Regions from separate parts of the Mus musculus genome. Here region 1 is linked to region 2. A link is a contact called in public HiChIP or PLAC-seq data. All regions are on one chromosome and are shown on one strand. The core of a region is the stretch at or near the end of the contact, and the rest is flanking DNA. Distances in the headings are between cores, read along the strand shown. Region 1 holds the start of Tmsb15l (thymosin beta 15b like). Region 2 has its middle 27 kb from the start of H2bfm.

Region 1 (4,607 bases), core at 1,507-4,006, 75 kb after region 2:
TATATTGCATAGGGTTATAGAAACAAGCCTAGAGGCATGACTGTCAGGCAATATTGATGTTGCTCTTGAAAGGAGAGTATCATTTTATGTTCTTTCATTATGTTCTTTCTCTTGCTGGATAGCTAGGTGTAAAAAAGAGAAACATGAATATATCATTAGGGAGCCTGGCATTGGTGGCACACACCTTTAATCTCAGCATTCAGATCAGAGACAGGTGGATTTCTGAGTTTGATGCCAGCCTTGGTCTACAGAGTTACTTCCAGGACAGCAAGGGCTACACAGAGAAACCCTGTCTGGAAAAACCAATATATATACATATACATATATACATATATATACCTATATATCATTAGCAGAGAATTTTTCTAATGTCTAGTGTCTTCCTAGAGTTTGTACAAGGCTTAGCTACTGTGAACTAAGGCCTGGTATTTGAAACCTGCACCATTAAAAAGAATTCTGTGCTAAATCTTCAGATGGCCTCATACATGCTTTAATTTCAAAATACTATGTAAGGTAGCACCCACAAATCCTCACCAAGTGCTATGTGAGAGTACATAGCAACCCTTTTAATATCCATTAGAATCTGAATCAACTATAGGTTTTATATTCCACTTAAGGTACGTGTATGCTGCTGCCACTATTTGACACTAAATGGCAAATTAAGTACTCCATAACAATATATCTACCACACTCCAATAGGGAAAGGGATATTTTCAAACAGTTTTGTCTGCTTTTTGGAACTGTCTGATAATTTTGGTGTAACAGAGGGCAAAGCATGGCACAGCATTTGTGAGTGATATTCTCCAGGAAGCTGAAAATCTGGGGAACAGCAGCAAACCTCTGCGTCTGGGGGCAGCAAGCATATTCGAGATCTGAAGTCACTCCATTTACAAAAGGTCAGAAGCACTGGCACAGTCCACTAGGGGGACAAGATCACACTCAACCTTGTCAAGGCAGCAAACACCACGATTACAAGTGTATATCCCTGGGTTTTGGTTGTTGTTGTTTGGTTGGCTTTTTTTTTTTTGTCAATTATTTCAAGGTTAATTTTAATGTGAGTTTCATAATTTTCAACAGAAAATAGCTTTTGTTTCTTTATACTACTGATGTTTGTTATGCAGGAAGCACTTACATATCCCCAGTAACAGAATCAGCTACTGGATATTTTAAACTATTAAGTCTGGTAAGATATTATTTACTCATGAAAACTGTAAAAGAACATAACATAGGTTTGTTGACTGACTACAGCAACTTTCCCTACTAGAAACCCCATGACTTACTTTCATTCGACGGAAGAGTATTTTTTACTTCAGTATTAGTTTTCTTCAACTTTGATTTGTCAAACGTTTCAACTTCTGACAAGTCTGGTTTATCGCTCATCTTGTCTATAAGAAAGACAAAACAAAGTTGCCCACTAGAACCATGATCAGATTAAGAGTCACAGTAAAAACATTCATTTACTATCAGTGAATGTTTTGCATGCTGTTTTCCAAAACAACGGATCTTAGAAAGTCATGTTTGTCTTAGAGTCTTCTGATTGCAATGCATTAGCTCATTTCTGGTGAAAGTAAATGACAGCAGACAAAGATGTTCAAGAAAGCAAGATACTCTAGAAACTGGCTGTGGAGACGTGGGGGTGTGGCTCACTTTAAAATTCCCAGCAAAGGCAAAATAGAAATGACAAAAATTAGCAGATAAGAATAGAAGAGCAAATAAGGGCTAGATTTGACTAGGGAAGACGTGAGGGACTATCTGAGCATTTTCACCTTCTAGGCAGTTACTTTTAGGGTATTTGGGAATGGTGGTGAGCATCATGCAGAAAAAATGTCAAACAACACTGTACTGACTTCTAAAGGATGATGAAAGCTGGTATATTAACCATTAGAGTAGGAATGAAAGGCGAATACAAGTCTCACACAATATCTTCTTGTAGCCTTAATAAACATGTAAGGGGGGGGGGGGAAGATAAACAGGTTGAGACTCAGAACTTTAGCAGAGTCAAGTAAGCCAAAGAGAGTTAAGTTCTACTTCACAGTTTTCACTGTTACTAGGTAGGAAAGCAAGGTACACATGGAGCCATCCCTGGCATCTTCTGAATTTCACAAGTGGATCAGGAAAGGAACAATAGGAAAAGACCCCAAAGGTCAGAAGGCAGAAATCTTCTGTATCACCCCAGTGGGGCAGGACACAATCTGTTAACCAAAGTATAGTGGAGAATCGTTATCTTCAAAGCTTCCACATGGCCAAACACAATGTCATTCAATCAAGGATACCCGAAGGCCCTCTTTTATGCTGAAAGCCAGAAAAACTGGGATTCACAACTTTGTAACCACAGGGCGGGACAGAGGGGCGAGAACCACAACCCTAAAAGTCCCTTTCCCACCCAACCAAACCCTACTTCCAGCCTTCACTAACTCCTCGAAGCTGCTGGTCCCTCTGAACCTCCCAGGGTGGGGACACCACCACCATCACCACCACCACCACCACTACCAGGACTATGCTCTGCACCGGCTAGAAACAGGGAAATCTGTAAACTCGGGTGAGCAGACAGCTTGGTCTGCCTGAAAACACAAAGACGATAGAGCAAGCACTAGCAGTCGCCACTGTGCTTGGTCCCGCAAATGCCAGGGGAGATACTCACCTGCCGGTTCCAAGGCTCCCTTCAGGCCAGCAGTTATGTCCACAGTTACCTCTGGATCAGGACTGTGCTCAGGAGTGCAGTGACCAACTGATTAACTCTGCCACGGGTCCCGCCCCTATATCCCGCCCATCCCCTCTATGATTGAACAGAAGGTCTAAACGTAATCCCTACACAGGCGTCCCTGATTGGACACATCTTGGCTTGACACGCCCCCTCCTCAGGTCTAGTGTTCTGGGTGGCTGTCTCTGTTCTGTTTACCTGCAGCCCACCTATAGCATGGCTTGATGATGCCTAAGAGATAATGATTGGCAAGGGTCAGTTCCCCTTCTCTTCCACAGCTTTAGCCCTGGGGTTCACAATTCCTTCTTTACAAATGCAGTCTTTCCTCCGCCGATTTAGAAGCCTCACATTAAACAGCTACACCTTACCCAGTTAAATTTTAATATCTGGACATCGGGGGCCAAACTGAATGAGTTGTACCCTGCATTCTTGTTGTTGCTTTTGTTGTTCTTGTTGTTGTTGTTACAGTTGTTGTTGTTGCTTTTGTTGTTGTTGTTGTTGCTGTTTGAACAGATGCTCAGTAACCTCTGTCTAATCTCTGCTCTGCTCGTAATGCAGACGTGAGAGTCAGTGGTTCAGGGCCATGCATTCCTGAACATTGCCTATGTACTCATGTGACAGTTTAGACTTTTTGTGCCATTGACCAGGAGAAGAACTACTTTAGAATAAGCACAAGGCCATCTACAGACACTAGTTTTCACTTAGAACTTTGGTTGATGCACAAGAAACAGAAGATGGAAACTGCAGTTACCTCCTCACAAGGCTTAGGGGTTTTCCCAGAAGAGGGGCTGAACGATTTTTAAGAGCTAGAGGCACTGGACTACTACAGTGTTTTTTGAACAGATGTGATTACAGGTACATAACTTGATCAAAATTAAAATAAGACCATATCTCAGCGTGGCCAGGGGTGTAAGGAGCACCAGAAGTCCTGCCCCTAGCTGAGAAGTACTGACAGTTGACAGTTGTTTGGAAAGAGAGATGCAGTTTTCTTGAAAGGTGAGGTCCCTGAGAGGTTACACATGTTCCAGCAGATGGCCCTACTCCTGGGCATATACTGGCTCCATCTTTTCCCCCTGCACATCTTGTAGGCAGGACAAATTATAGGTATAAAGGTATGTGGCTGGGTTGGTGTCCCAGTCTCCCCATTGGAAGTCTCACCTGGTTCCAGGAGATGGCAGCTCAGGCTCTATATCCCACATTGCAAGGAGTTTTAGCTAAGGTCACCTTCATAGATTCCCAGGAGTTTCCATCGCCCTAGGTCTCTAGCTCATCCCAGAGAAGCCCCTCGCCCGATCTCAGTACTCTCTCCCTCCATCCTTTCCCCACCTGAGCCAGGAATTATATTGAAGAGACAACATTAAGCAATGGCAACATAGCCCAGACATAGACATAGAGAACTGTGAGACAGTTGACTCAGGATATACAAATGCTCCATATTTGATAGTATTTTGTTATAAATGAATATGGAGAAAAAGGCTTGTCAACAAATGATATAAGGATACCTGAATATTTATCTAGAAAATTTGAAAGTGAACATCTAGCCTCATAGTGTTTACATGCTAGGGTTGAACCTGGGGCCTTGCACATGCTAAGAATGCACTCTCACCTCCAGCCCCCATCCTCACATTTCACGTGAAGTCAATTCCAAATATATTTAGAGAAGTAAATGTGAAAGAAAAAACTAAGGCTATCTATTCAAAGAAGATTGCTCTTCAGGAAACACACAGACACTGTAAAGAGAACACACAAAGGATTGAAGTGAGAACAAATAACTCCCATAATTAATTGGAAAAACTGACAAAACTCAACAAGAAACCTGAAAATGTCTTGAATACATGATTAACAAAAGAAGAGATCCTAATGTCCAACTGGCATATGTAAATATGCTCAGCATTATTAACAATCA
Region 2 (4,601 bases), core at 1,872-4,371:
ATCACTTATATATACTATCATATCATCTGCAAAAAGTGATATTTTGACTTCTTCTTTTCCAATTTGTATCCCCTTGATCTCCTTTTGTTGTCGAATTGCTCTGGCTAGGACTTCAAGTACAATGTTGAATAGGTAGGGAGAGAGTGGACAGCCTTGTCTAGTCCCTGATTTTAGTGGGATTGCTTCCAGCTTCTCACCATTTACTTTGATGTTGGCTACTGGTTTGCTGTAGATTGCTTTTATCATGTTTAGATATGGGCCTTGAATTCCTGATCTTTCCAAGACTTTTATCATGAATGGATGTTGGATTTTGTCAAACGCTTTCTCAGCATCTAACGAGATGATCATGTGGTTTTTGTCTTTGAGTTTGTTTATATACTGAATTACGTTGATGGATTTCCGTATATTGAACCATCCCTGCATCCCTGGGATGAAACCTACTTGGTCAGGATGGATGATTGTTGTGATGTGTTCTTGGATTCGGTTAGCAAGAACTTTATTGAGTATTTTTGCATCGATATTCATAAGAGAAATTGGTCTGAAGTTCTCTATCTTTGTTGGGTCTTTTTGTGGTTTAGGTATCAGAGTAATTGTGGCTTCATAGAATGAGTTGGGTAGAGTACCTTCCGTTTCTATTTTGTGGAATAGTTTGTGAAGAACTGGAATTAGATCTTCATTGAAGGTCTGATAGAACTCTGCACTAAACCCACCTGGTCCTGGGCTTTTTTTGGTTGGGAGACTATTAATGACTGCTTCTATTTCTTTAGGGGATATAGGACTGATGCAAAGTTTCTGCAAGGCAAAAGACACCGTCAATAAGACAAAAAGGCCACCAACAGATTGGGAAAGGATCTTTACCTATCCCAAATCGGATAGGGGACTAATATCCAATATATATAAAGAACTCAAGAAGGTGGACTCTAGAAAATCAAATAACCCCATTAAAAAATGGGGCTCAGAGCTGAACAAAGAATTCTCACCTGAGGAATACCAAATGGCAGAGAAGCACCTGAAAAAATGTTCAGCATCCTTAATCATCAGGGAAATGCAAATCAAAACAACCCTGAGATTCCACTTCACTCCAGTCAGAATGGCTAAGATAAAAAATTCAGGTGACAGCAGATGCTGGCGAGGATGTGGAGAAAGAGGAACACTCCTCCATTGTTGGTGGGATTGCAAGCTTGTACAACCACTCTGGAAATCAGTCTGGCGGTTCCTCAGAAAATTGGACATAGTACTACCGGAGGATCCAGCAATACCTCTCCTGGGCATATATCCAGAAGATGTTCCAACTAGTAAGAAAGAAACATCTTCCACTATGTTCATAGCAGCCTTATTTATAATAGCCAGAAGCTGGAAAGAACCCATATGCCCCTCAATAGAGGAATGGATACAAAAAATGTGGTACATTCACACAATGGAGTACTACTCAGCTATTAAAAAGAATGAATTTATGAAATTCCTAGGCAAATGGATGGACCTGGAGGGCATCATCCTGAGTGAGGTAACACAATCACAAAGGAACTCTCACAATATGTACTCACTGATATTAGCCCAGAAACTTAGAATACCCAAGATATAAGATACAATTTGTGAAAAACACATGAAACTCAAGAAGAAGGAAGACCAAAGTGTGGACACTTAACCCTGTCTTAGAAATGGGAACAAAACACCCATGGAAGGAGTTACAGAGACAAAATTTGGAGCTGTGACGAAAGGATGGACCATCTAGTGATTGCCATATCCAGGGATCCATACCATAATCAGCTTCCAAACGCTGACACCATTGCATACACTAGCAAGATTTTGCTGAAAGGACCCAGATATAGCTGTCTCTTGTGAGACTATGCCGGGGCCTAGCAAACACAGAAGTGGATGATCACAGTCAGCTAATGGATGGGTCACACGGCCCCCAATGGAGGAGCTAGAGAAAGTACCCAAGGAGCTAAAGGGATCTGCAACCCTATAGATGGAACAACAATATGAACTAACAAGTACCCCGGAGCTCTTGTCTCTAGCTGCATATGTATCAAAAGATGGCCTAGTCGGCCATCACTGCAAAGAGAGGCCCATTGGACTTGCAAACTTTATATGCCCCAGTATAGGGGAACACCAGGGCCAAAAAGGGGGAGTGGGTGGGTAGGGAATTGTGGGGGTGGGTATGGGGGACTTTTGGGATAGCATTGGAAATGTAAACGAGGAAAATACCTAATAAAAAATAATAAAAAAAATAAAATCAATCATAGGGCAAAAAATCAGAAAAGCAAGGATCATTCTGGTTCCAGAAGCCACAGAATAAACACTACCACAAAAGATATTGAATACTCAAAGTGAACTAACTGGTTTCTTGAAAGCCTCCATAGAATGTCTAGTATATTCTTCAGGAGGCTGACATAAACATTTCACAAGTGTTCTTTCACAAGTGTGCCCATGGGTTCTTTTTTTTTAAGGCTTTTTTGTAATTATTTGCTTTTGTTTTGTTTTGTTGTTGTTGTTTTGTGGGGTTTTCTTTGAGACAGGGTCTCACAGTGTTGGTCTTGATCTTATAGGCATCCACCTGCCTCAAGTTCAGGGGATTAAAGTTCTGCTCCATGTTCAGTCTTTTTGTCCATTTTAAATTACAGCTTTATAGCCATTCAAAAAAGGACATAAGAACGGAGAATGATAAGAGGAATATGTCAGTATTTTGGTATTCTCTATTTTAAAATGGGAACCTTTGCAAACCAGGACAAAAGTAAAATGGTGTCTTGTGAAAACCCAAAAAACAAAAAGGGCGGGGGTGGAGGTGGAGGTCCTTAATTGCTCAGGCTGCAAACACTGATGGTGTATAGACCTCTTCCCTCTCCATATCTACAGAGTCATCATAGTTTGTTGGTTTGTTTTTCTCACCTAATGTACCCCACATCTGTTCCTCTGTTTTTGATCATATTACGGCTCTATTAGACCAGGTGCTCATCAATTCATGCTTGCAAAACAACATGACTAACTAATATAGGAAAAAATGAAAGTGTCAGTTTTATAGTTAAATAACTGTGAATTTTTCTCTCAGAGAAAGAAATTGTGTTTGTTTTAGCCAAATACCCATCTAGGTGTTTTCATTGCTCAAACATTACAGCATGGTTGGGCGAAGCCTAGAGTTGAACTGCTCTGCTTAGAAAATTAGCGGTAATGGCTTGGTTGGGGGATGTAATGGATTGGTTCAATAAATCTGTAACCTATGGAAAGATAGGGAGAGGTTAATGGGAGAATGAAAGGAAGTTGAAAGCTGGGAAAGTTAAAGCCTTTGTGTAATGGCTAAGGAGCTTTAAATGAATCAAATCTCTCATATTTAAATGTTTGAAAATACATTTTTATTTTTCTTTGAGAATTTTGCAGATGCATACATTGTATTTTGATCATAGCCACCCTCAGGGAGAGAGTACCCCAAATCCAAGCAAAGGGTGATTGGTTTGCTTTGGGAACTTCCAAGCCAAGAACTCATATAAGTAACTATAACAGAAAGAAGAATATAATTAACTGCATATAGAAATCCAAATGAAATTCTTTTCATGTTGAGAAGAACAACCACAGGTTGTGTAGACCAAACACAATTTCATGCCAGTGGACTGAAAGGGACTGGAGTTTGCAAGGTAAGTAATATTTTTATAGGTAAATATAACTGAAATCAAATTTGAGACAGTGGATCATTATCTCCCATAAGATCAAGTGGCAATTTTCAACAGCCTTGAAAGATAAAAATGCTGCTTCACTTTTAAGTAAAAGATGGAAATTTTCATTATCCACCAAAATAACATGCATCTTTTATAAATCTCAGACATCTACTCTTTTAATGCAATATACTAAAGGTAAATATTTAATCATTCTTCTTGATATCCTTAAAGAACCAAGGCTCTCCGACTAGTGTTTTCCTTTACTAATAAATAGAATTTTATCTCTTTTTCATGAATCTCACATTATATAACAGCATCCAAATAAATACAGAAAAATAAATTTCATACTTCATTGTTCTTGAAAGTTTTGGTGATAAAGAATAACAAGAATTCCGTTAGAATCAGGAATTGTAATGTTGTAATTCAGAAGTTGAAAGATAATGGTCCTATAGCATGATTAATTGGATTCAGTGAAAATCTATACAAACTAGTATTATCCTATGGACCAAACTGTGTGGTCAACTGGGAAACAAATGGCCCTCCATTTTATTTCCTGTTGGAAAAATCATTGCAGGTTGAGAATTGGGAAATAAAATCAAAGACATATTTCTGAACAGTACTCTTGTTGTTGTTAAATCTCCTATGAAAGGTGATATTTTCATCAATTTATCCCAAATTTACCTCACTGTAAGAACTAGCTGTAAGATTCTGCCTGGAAGGCCGGATGTCTCCATTATTTTCAGACAATGGAAGAAAGGCCACAGTGCTTATAAGCCAGGTGCATTTTTTATAGCACTGGCTGCTTCATTTAGGAGATATAGTTTAGAGAGGATAGAAACCTTGCTAAGGAGAAATAGAATAGTTTAGCCTGATTACAGATCAACTCTTCTTGCATATCTTTTCAACTTAGATCCTGCCTTCTTACAAGCTAGCTTAGGTACTCTCAAAGCT

What was found. HiChIP or PLAC-seq counts read pairs in DNA pulled down with a chosen protein or histone mark.
Region 1: a PDX1 HiChIP or PLAC-seq map of a beta-TC-6 cell line shows a contact between it and region 2, with 7 times the contacts expected there. The contact joins the promoter of Tmsb15l here to the enhancer-like site in region 2. A contact is called at or near these places in 2 of 39 promoter capture datasets (the 3T3-L1 cell line and hippocampal neurons), 3 of 484 Hi-C or Micro-C datasets (the AML12 cell line, Sertoli cells and nephron progenitors), 1 of 115 datasets of contacts at active chromatin or transcription factors (a beta-TC-6 cell line) and 1 of 9 other capture datasets (pancreatic islet).

What each region holds. Positions count from the first base shown.
Region 1 is chrX:136,974,118-136,978,724 of GRCm38.p6, forward strand. It overlaps Tmsb15l (thymosin beta 15b like), which reads right to left and starts at 2,757. Exons shown (of 4, transcript NM_207267.4): 1 at 2,642-2,757; 2 at 1,281-1,385. The coding sequence starts at 1,380. It overlaps Tmsb15b1 (thymosin beta 15b1), which reads right to left and starts at 2,757. Exons shown (of 3, transcript NM_001081983.1): 1 at 2,642-2,757; 2 at 1,281-1,385; 3 at 1-122. The coding sequence starts at 1,380. The coding sequence ends at 85.
Region 2 is chrX:136,898,335-136,902,935 of GRCm38.p6, forward strand. No RefSeq gene overlaps it. Among named protein-coding and RNA genes, the nearest start is that of H2bfm, 27 kb to the right of the region's middle. Within about 2 kb of position 3,122, at least 2 of the 459 cell types and tissues checked have an H3K27ac peak or open chromatin away from gene starts, as enhancers often do.